2 separate regions of the Rattus norvegicus genome follow, and region 2 is linked to region 1. The links are chromatin contacts, called in public HiChIP or PLAC-seq maps. All regions are on one chromosome and are shown on one strand. Each heading gives the region's core, a stretch centred on a gene start, on an enhancer-like site or on the middle of the called end of the contact. The rest is flanking DNA. Distances are from core to core; before and after follow the strand shown.

Region 1 (3,004 bases), core at 33-2,532:
CCGCGCTGAGCTGGAGGGGTTAACAGGCGCCGCGTATTTTCACAAGGGAGGGCAGGAAAGTGCCCTTCACTTCACTTAGGCCACGGTCATGACCACTGAGTGCAGAAAGAAGACCCCCTCATCCCCCATCAGGCAGGAGACCGCAGACGTTGAGCCGGAGACCTGGGAAGGCAGGAGTGGGCGGCGGGGCTCTGGAAATCGGGAAAGGACGAGAACTGGAAGGGGGACAAAGGGAAATGGAGCTAGACTGAAATCACCGAGTGGAGGGGTGGAGGGAGACGAGCCCCGTAGAGGAGGGGAACCCGGTGCAGAAAAAACGACCAGGCAGAGATGAAGACTACAGCCCAATGACGAGGCCAGATAGAAAAGCCATGGCGGATTCCGGCTAAAAAATCGAGCTGTTGTCCTTCAGGAAGTGGGGGAGGGAGGACGGGCACGGAGGCCGCGGCGCGCGGGGGCGGAGGCGGCTAGGGAGCCCAGGGAGGCCGAGAGCAGCGCAGGACCGGGAACCAGGAGACGCTAAGGCCGGAGGAGGGACGGCGGGGGGCACGGGCGGCCTAGAGCCCCGCGGGGAGGGGTGCAGGTGCGGACCGGAGCAGAATGCGAGGCCTGCGTGAGGCACCAAGGCCGCTTCGGAGGCGCAGGGGGTGCGGCCGTCCCCCCGCAGCGCGCTCCCCGGGGCGCCATCTTGGCTCGCTCCCGCGCCTTCAGGAACGCGCAGCGGAGCGCCGTGGCCGGCGGCTCCCCGGTCAGGCCTCCGGCCTGCACTCACCTGAGGACGGGCGGCGGCGCGGGCCTGAGTAGCGCAGGGCGAGGCTGCCGGGGGTACCGAGCGTCCAGAGGGCTCAGCTCGCAGCCTCACTCCAGTCTGCGATAGCGGGTCCGCGACGGCTCCACCGGAAACCAGCCGACCGCGGCCAATCAGCGTTCGGCTGCTGACGTCAATGCGCCTCGCTCTGGCCAGAGCGGTTGCCTTGGCAACCTTAAAGGCGCAGACGCCTAGGTTCCTCCTCCGCCCCCTATCCCCCCAACCCCCACCCTTAGCCCGTCGTCGTCTAGCTAGAACTGTTCTCTTGTAGCGCATCTCTCCATCTTACCTTGTCGCGTATACGCAGCCCCTTCCTCGCCCCCATCTTTTCCTTCTCTTCACGCTAACCCGTTTCTTTCTCCTTTTTCACTTGCCCCTTCCTTACCAGGTGTCGAGGGATCCTCTAGATTGTTCTGCTGTTCGGTGATCTCCGCCTCTCCTCCGTTCCTCCTCGCGTCTGCCTCCCTCAACGCCTCTGCCTTTTCTCCCTCCCTTCAACCCTCCTCCCGCAGACCCACGTGGGACGTTTCGATGACAGGTGGGCGACTCCGCCCTGGGTCCTATGGGGCGGCGGAGAGGGGCGGGGGGGGGGGCGGTTACAGGACGCTGGGCGGACAAGGAGATTCCTGCTGTTTTCCAGGCCCTGGAACAGGAGGACGCCCTAGCGGATCTGCCACAGCTGAACACAAGCGGATGCTGGGATGCGCCTGATGGACACAGTGCGCATCCTGTGTAGACCCCCGCAATATCCGGGGTTCCGGGCTCGGCCTGTCATCCGGTCCAGGAAATATGAGCCCCTAGGGAGCCTCTGCGTGGCTAATCTGACTGCTGTCTCCTCTAGTGAGCTGCCATCAAGGGAGGCCCTGTGGTACTTCCAGAAGCACCAGACATAGGAAAAGACTTCCAAGAGGAACCCGGAGTTCTGATCATGCCCTACCCTCCTATCATTCAGGACTGCGTGGTGGGCAGTACAGACAGACAAATAGACAGGCAGTACAGCAGATCAAGTCACTGACCAAGCATGAAATCTGAGCTGCATGAGAAAGCAGGAGAATTCATTATTCCCTCAGTCAACTTTCTCCTTAAGTATGTGAAAATGAAAGAAGGGCAGACAATTTTAGACATATGAAATTAAATAACATAGGCCTAAATAAATACATAAATAAAATAGTCCCTCGCAGTGTACAGTTCTGAATAGCGGCAAGCTGTTAACAGCCTCGTCGTGTATGTTCTAAGGCAATGTGTGTAGAAAACTTTGGGCTAAGTGGTGTTTGTAAATTTCACCTTTTGAAGCCTGTCTTTGTCCTTGAATACCCCAAACTATGACAAGGGCTTTGAATATTACCCCCTGCTAGTGAGAGGAGGGAAGGGGGAAGAGAAGGATGTCACTTCCTCTGCTGCCCCTCCCCAGTATGTTGACTATTGGTGCTTTTTTTTTTTTTTTTCCTGAGATGGGTAGAATGGAAAATTAGAGACCTAGACCCAGTCATACAGGCTCTCACCCTCTCCAGTGCAAAGAAAGGCTGCTGAACTCAACCGTAAGCTGGCCAACAGGAGAGGACATTTGATAGCATTGAGCATGCCTGGTCGTGTTCTAAGGAAAGGGGAAAAAAAAAACCCTACTGCAGATAAATCGGAATTTGTTTTCAGGTTCTGCCATCTCCGGTGATGAACTTAATCTCCTTGAGCTTCATTTTCCTCCATCTCCGAAGGGATAACTGGGACTGCATTAACATAGACTAATAAAAGCAAACAAGCAGAGAGCACCTACCACGTTTGTAAACTGCCCCGGGCGCTCCAGACAAACTCATAATCATTCTGTGATGTTAACCGTTCAGAAAGAATGGGACACAAGAAGTTACGTGACTATAGCTTGGGTAGGTCAAACTCAGGCAGTGATGGTAAATCGACCTCCCTTGAAGCATGCACCACACACACACACACACACACACACACACACACACACACAGATGCACATACATGCAAATGCACACACATACACACACAGATGCACACACACAGACACAGGTACACATACACACACACACACACACACACACACACACACACACACACATAGTGCCCCCACACAATGTAGGAAACATGAAACATTAAATGAGAGTCTTCTTCCTGTGTCTCTCCCTTCCTAACTGCAAGGTTAAGTGCGAGTGATTTTGTGTCCAACATTAGTGTTAC
Region 2 (3,469 bases), core at 935-3,434, 220 kb before region 1:
CTTGACTCAAAATCCAAGGGCTCCTGAAGGCAACACCTAAGGTTGCATAAGACACACACACACACACACACACACACACACACACACACACACACACACAATACTTTTGTAGAGATGCCTAAAAAGCATCTCAAGATATCACCACCCTGTGGACCTCATTATGGAAAACTTTGCTCACAAAACAGCTTAAGAGATTTTTTTCTTTATTGTGGATTGTGAGCATGTCCCAGAGACAGGTCTTAGCACAGAAACCAATGCTCCACAGTAAACACAGAAAGCACGCTGCTGTCCCAACAGGACCACGAGATGCTGAGGACCCATCTGTAGTTCACCATTCAACCTCTGTCAGTGACTACTACCCAAGTTGAGAATAAAAAATCTCCCTGTAGGTCCTTTGGGAAGTCAATCAAGTAAGTGGCATTTAAAGAGTTGAGTTCTGATCACCTAGTGTTTCCACCAGAACTCATGTGACTCCTGCCCTACAAACTTCTCTTCCAACAAGGATTGAACCTTCTTTCTCTCTTCCATGAGGCAAGGAGGCATGGGCTTGGTGGCTTCTAAGGACCCCTCCAGCTAATCTCTAGCATTCATGAACAAGAAATTCACTAGAGTGTCCTCTTTGCTGTCTCTCCTAGGATTTTAAGCTTGTTAAGAATCTTTTGGCATAACTTCTCTTCCTACTTTTTATTTCTGGGTTTTTTTGTCATGCAGCATTATCTCCTGGCTCAGTGGGAAAGGGGGCAGGGATTGAGAGAAATAATGATCTTTTTGTGGACTCACAAATGGGTTTCTGTATGAAAGCTGTTAAGTGCTAAGCATACCTCCCTGGAGAAATTCATTAGCATGGCCTCGGAAGAGTAGTTGATTGTAGTTCATCATAAGCCGGCCCTATTTCCCCTTCCACATGACCCTCGTCTCCCACGGAGAGTCTCTGCCAGAATTTGCCTCCCTTTATTTTGCTATTTCAAGGAGAAAACAGATGAAGCATGGTGCCCTGTGCATAAGCATGCTGTGCCAGAAATGGATGTGTCCTTCCCCAGTGTCAGGAGTTACTGAATAGCAAATAATTCACAAGTAAATCAGTTGTATTGGCTGCAGTTGGCCAAGTACTCCCAGCTCTCTTCAAAATTGGCTGTTGGCAAACATGGGTTTCTTTTTATTCTAATCTTTTTTCAAAAAGTGTGTGTGTGTGTGTGTGTGTGTGTGTGTGTGTGTGTGTGTGTGTGTGTGTGTATGTGAGTGCAGTGACAAGAATGGCCAGAGAAAGATGTCAGATCCCCTGGAGCTGGAGGAATATGTGGTGGTGAGCTGCCCCAGTATGTTCTAGAGATTGAACTCAGGTCCTCTGGAAGAGTAGCAAGTGCTCTTAACCACTAAGCTGTAGATGAGAATCATTAAGGGTTAAACAGGTCTCCCTGGAGGAATTCATATAGAGGTTGTAGAGGTAAGATACAGGACCATGGAAGCCATAAAAGACACCATAAATGTCAGACGACCATGAAGGCAAGATGCTGCACCAGGTATAAACATCTCTCCAGACTACTTTTAGCCCAATATTAGCTACTAATATTAACTCTCAGAACACACGTTACACACTACACAGTAGCTATATCTATACATTGATAGTAGATACATAGATACATACATACATAGATGATAGATATAGATAAGTAGATAGATAGATAGATAGATAGATAGATAGATAGATAGATAGATAGATATTGAATGACTGCCAAAGAATTAAAGCAGTCTCAGCAGAGCTCAGAGGTACTTTACTGGAGCTAGAGAAAGACACTGATAGAATCATGAAGAGCCACCTCAGTAGGTAGATATTAGGTAGGAGGCCACTATAAGCCTACAGGACAAACTGAAGGGTCATAGAGTTAAGAAAGACCGTTGAGCTGACCGCAGATAGAGAAGAAATAGACAGGACCATGGAAATTGTAAAGGTGAAGCATAAGGGCAGAAGGGCAGCACCAGGTCTGGACAGACAAATGGTGGAAGGACAGAGAATCTCGAGTAGGCTACATCAGCAGTGGGGACAAAGCTAAGTGGAAGCCTTAGGGACCCTTGAGAGTCCTCTGCTTGCCTTGTCTTGATACACACATCTGGTGTCACAGGGAGAGTTGGTGGGAACTGCGACCAACCCGGGCTTCCTCTGTTTCATTCTGTCTCTTTCTAAACACAAAAGCCCTGCTGTCAGCCGCTAAATGCTAAAGGATAAATTCGAGTACCAAGGACGCCTCCTCTCCAGTGGTCATTCGCTATCAACACTGAATCCAGACGGTTTGTTTTGTTTTTCTGTTCTCTATGGATGGAAGTGCTTTGCCTTGTGGGTATGTTTACAAGAGTGAAAACACTCTAGGCAAGGAGAAATACTGCCCTCTACTGGGCACATGAATCTCAACCTTTCTCTGTGATCAGTGCACAGTACATTCATTTTAAGTGATTTTTTTCTTTTCTTCTTTTGTTTTAATTCATAAAGTTGGCAGTGCGACAATGCTCTATTATGACATGTGTGGGTGTGTCGTGTGTGTGTTTGTGTGTCTGTGTGTGTCTGTGTGTCTGTGTCTGTGTGTGTGTCTGTGTGTGTGTCTGTGTGTATGTCTGTGTCTGTGTGTATGTCTGTGTGTGTCTGTGTCTCTGTGTGTTTCTGTATGTGTGTGTGTCTGTGTCTGTCTGTGTGTGTGTGCATCTGTGTGTGTGGCAAATGCATGCACGCCCTTCCAGCCACACACACATACATGCATGTATGTGCAGGCCAGAGGTCCACACTGGGTGCTGTTTTTCCAAGGCTCACTTTGCTTGCTTGTTGTCTGTTTAATATTTATTCAACTTTATGTATACCTACATATATATGTACATGCATACATATACACACACATATACATACACATGTATGTACACACATATACATACACACATATGTATGTACATACATATATACATGCATAGAAATATATACATATATATTCCTACATATGTACATTATTACATATACACACATTTACAGATATGTATATTTGGTGGATGAAGCAGAGCCCCAACAGTCACACTTTTTTTCTCTCAGCCTTTTTAGAATTTCTTTATAGAAGTTCTTTATAAAATTAATTTATAAAATTAGCTCACAAACAAAGATGTTACACAAAAAGGAGTTACAAAAGGATGTCTAAGTTCAAAGCAATGTTTCATTCTATAAGCACATTATAAGTTCAAAGCAGCAGTTTCACATGGCCTGGCTTTATTTATAGCACATGCCAGTGGCCTCGTCCTTGGACCTGACCTAGAATGAGTATTTTTCCTTGATCACAAATCTGTCCCAAGCCTATTTCTCTTCTTAGAGCAGTTTATGGAAGCTCATTATGTTCCTTATTATGCACACCTTCCTTACTATTCTACGAAGAGGGGGCACATTCTATTCTTGATTCTAACTTGATTACATCTTTCTGGCAAAAAGACTAGAACCGTC

The links. HiChIP or PLAC-seq counts read pairs in DNA pulled down with a chosen protein or histone mark.
Region 2: a contact with region 1 is called in an H3K27ac HiChIP or PLAC-seq map of oligodendrocytes, with 4 times the contacts expected there. The contact joins the enhancer-like site here to the promoter of Prkar1a in region 1. A contact is called at or near these places in 5 of 12 Hi-C or Micro-C datasets (the A7r5 cell line, hepatocytes, kidney and 2 more) and 1 of 1 datasets of contacts at active chromatin or transcription factors (oligodendrocytes).

What each region holds. Positions count from the first base shown.
Region 1 is chr10:95,118,815-95,121,818 of GRCr8, reverse strand. It overlaps Prkar1a (protein kinase cAMP-dependent type I regulatory subunit alpha), which reads right to left and starts at 1,282. Exons shown (of 11, transcript NM_013181.2): 1 at 1,194-1,282. It overlaps LOC100912202 (a long non-coding RNA gene), which reads left to right and starts at 1,208. Exons shown (of 3, transcript XR_010055860.1): 1 at 1,208-1,346; 2 at 1,449-2,685.
Region 2 is chr10:95,342,931-95,346,399 of GRCr8, reverse strand. No RefSeq gene overlaps it. Among named protein-coding and RNA genes, the nearest start is that of 1700012B07Rkl, 40 kb to the right of the region's middle. Within about 2 kb of position 2,184, at least 6 of the 93 cell types and tissues checked have an H3K27ac peak or open chromatin away from gene starts, as enhancers often do.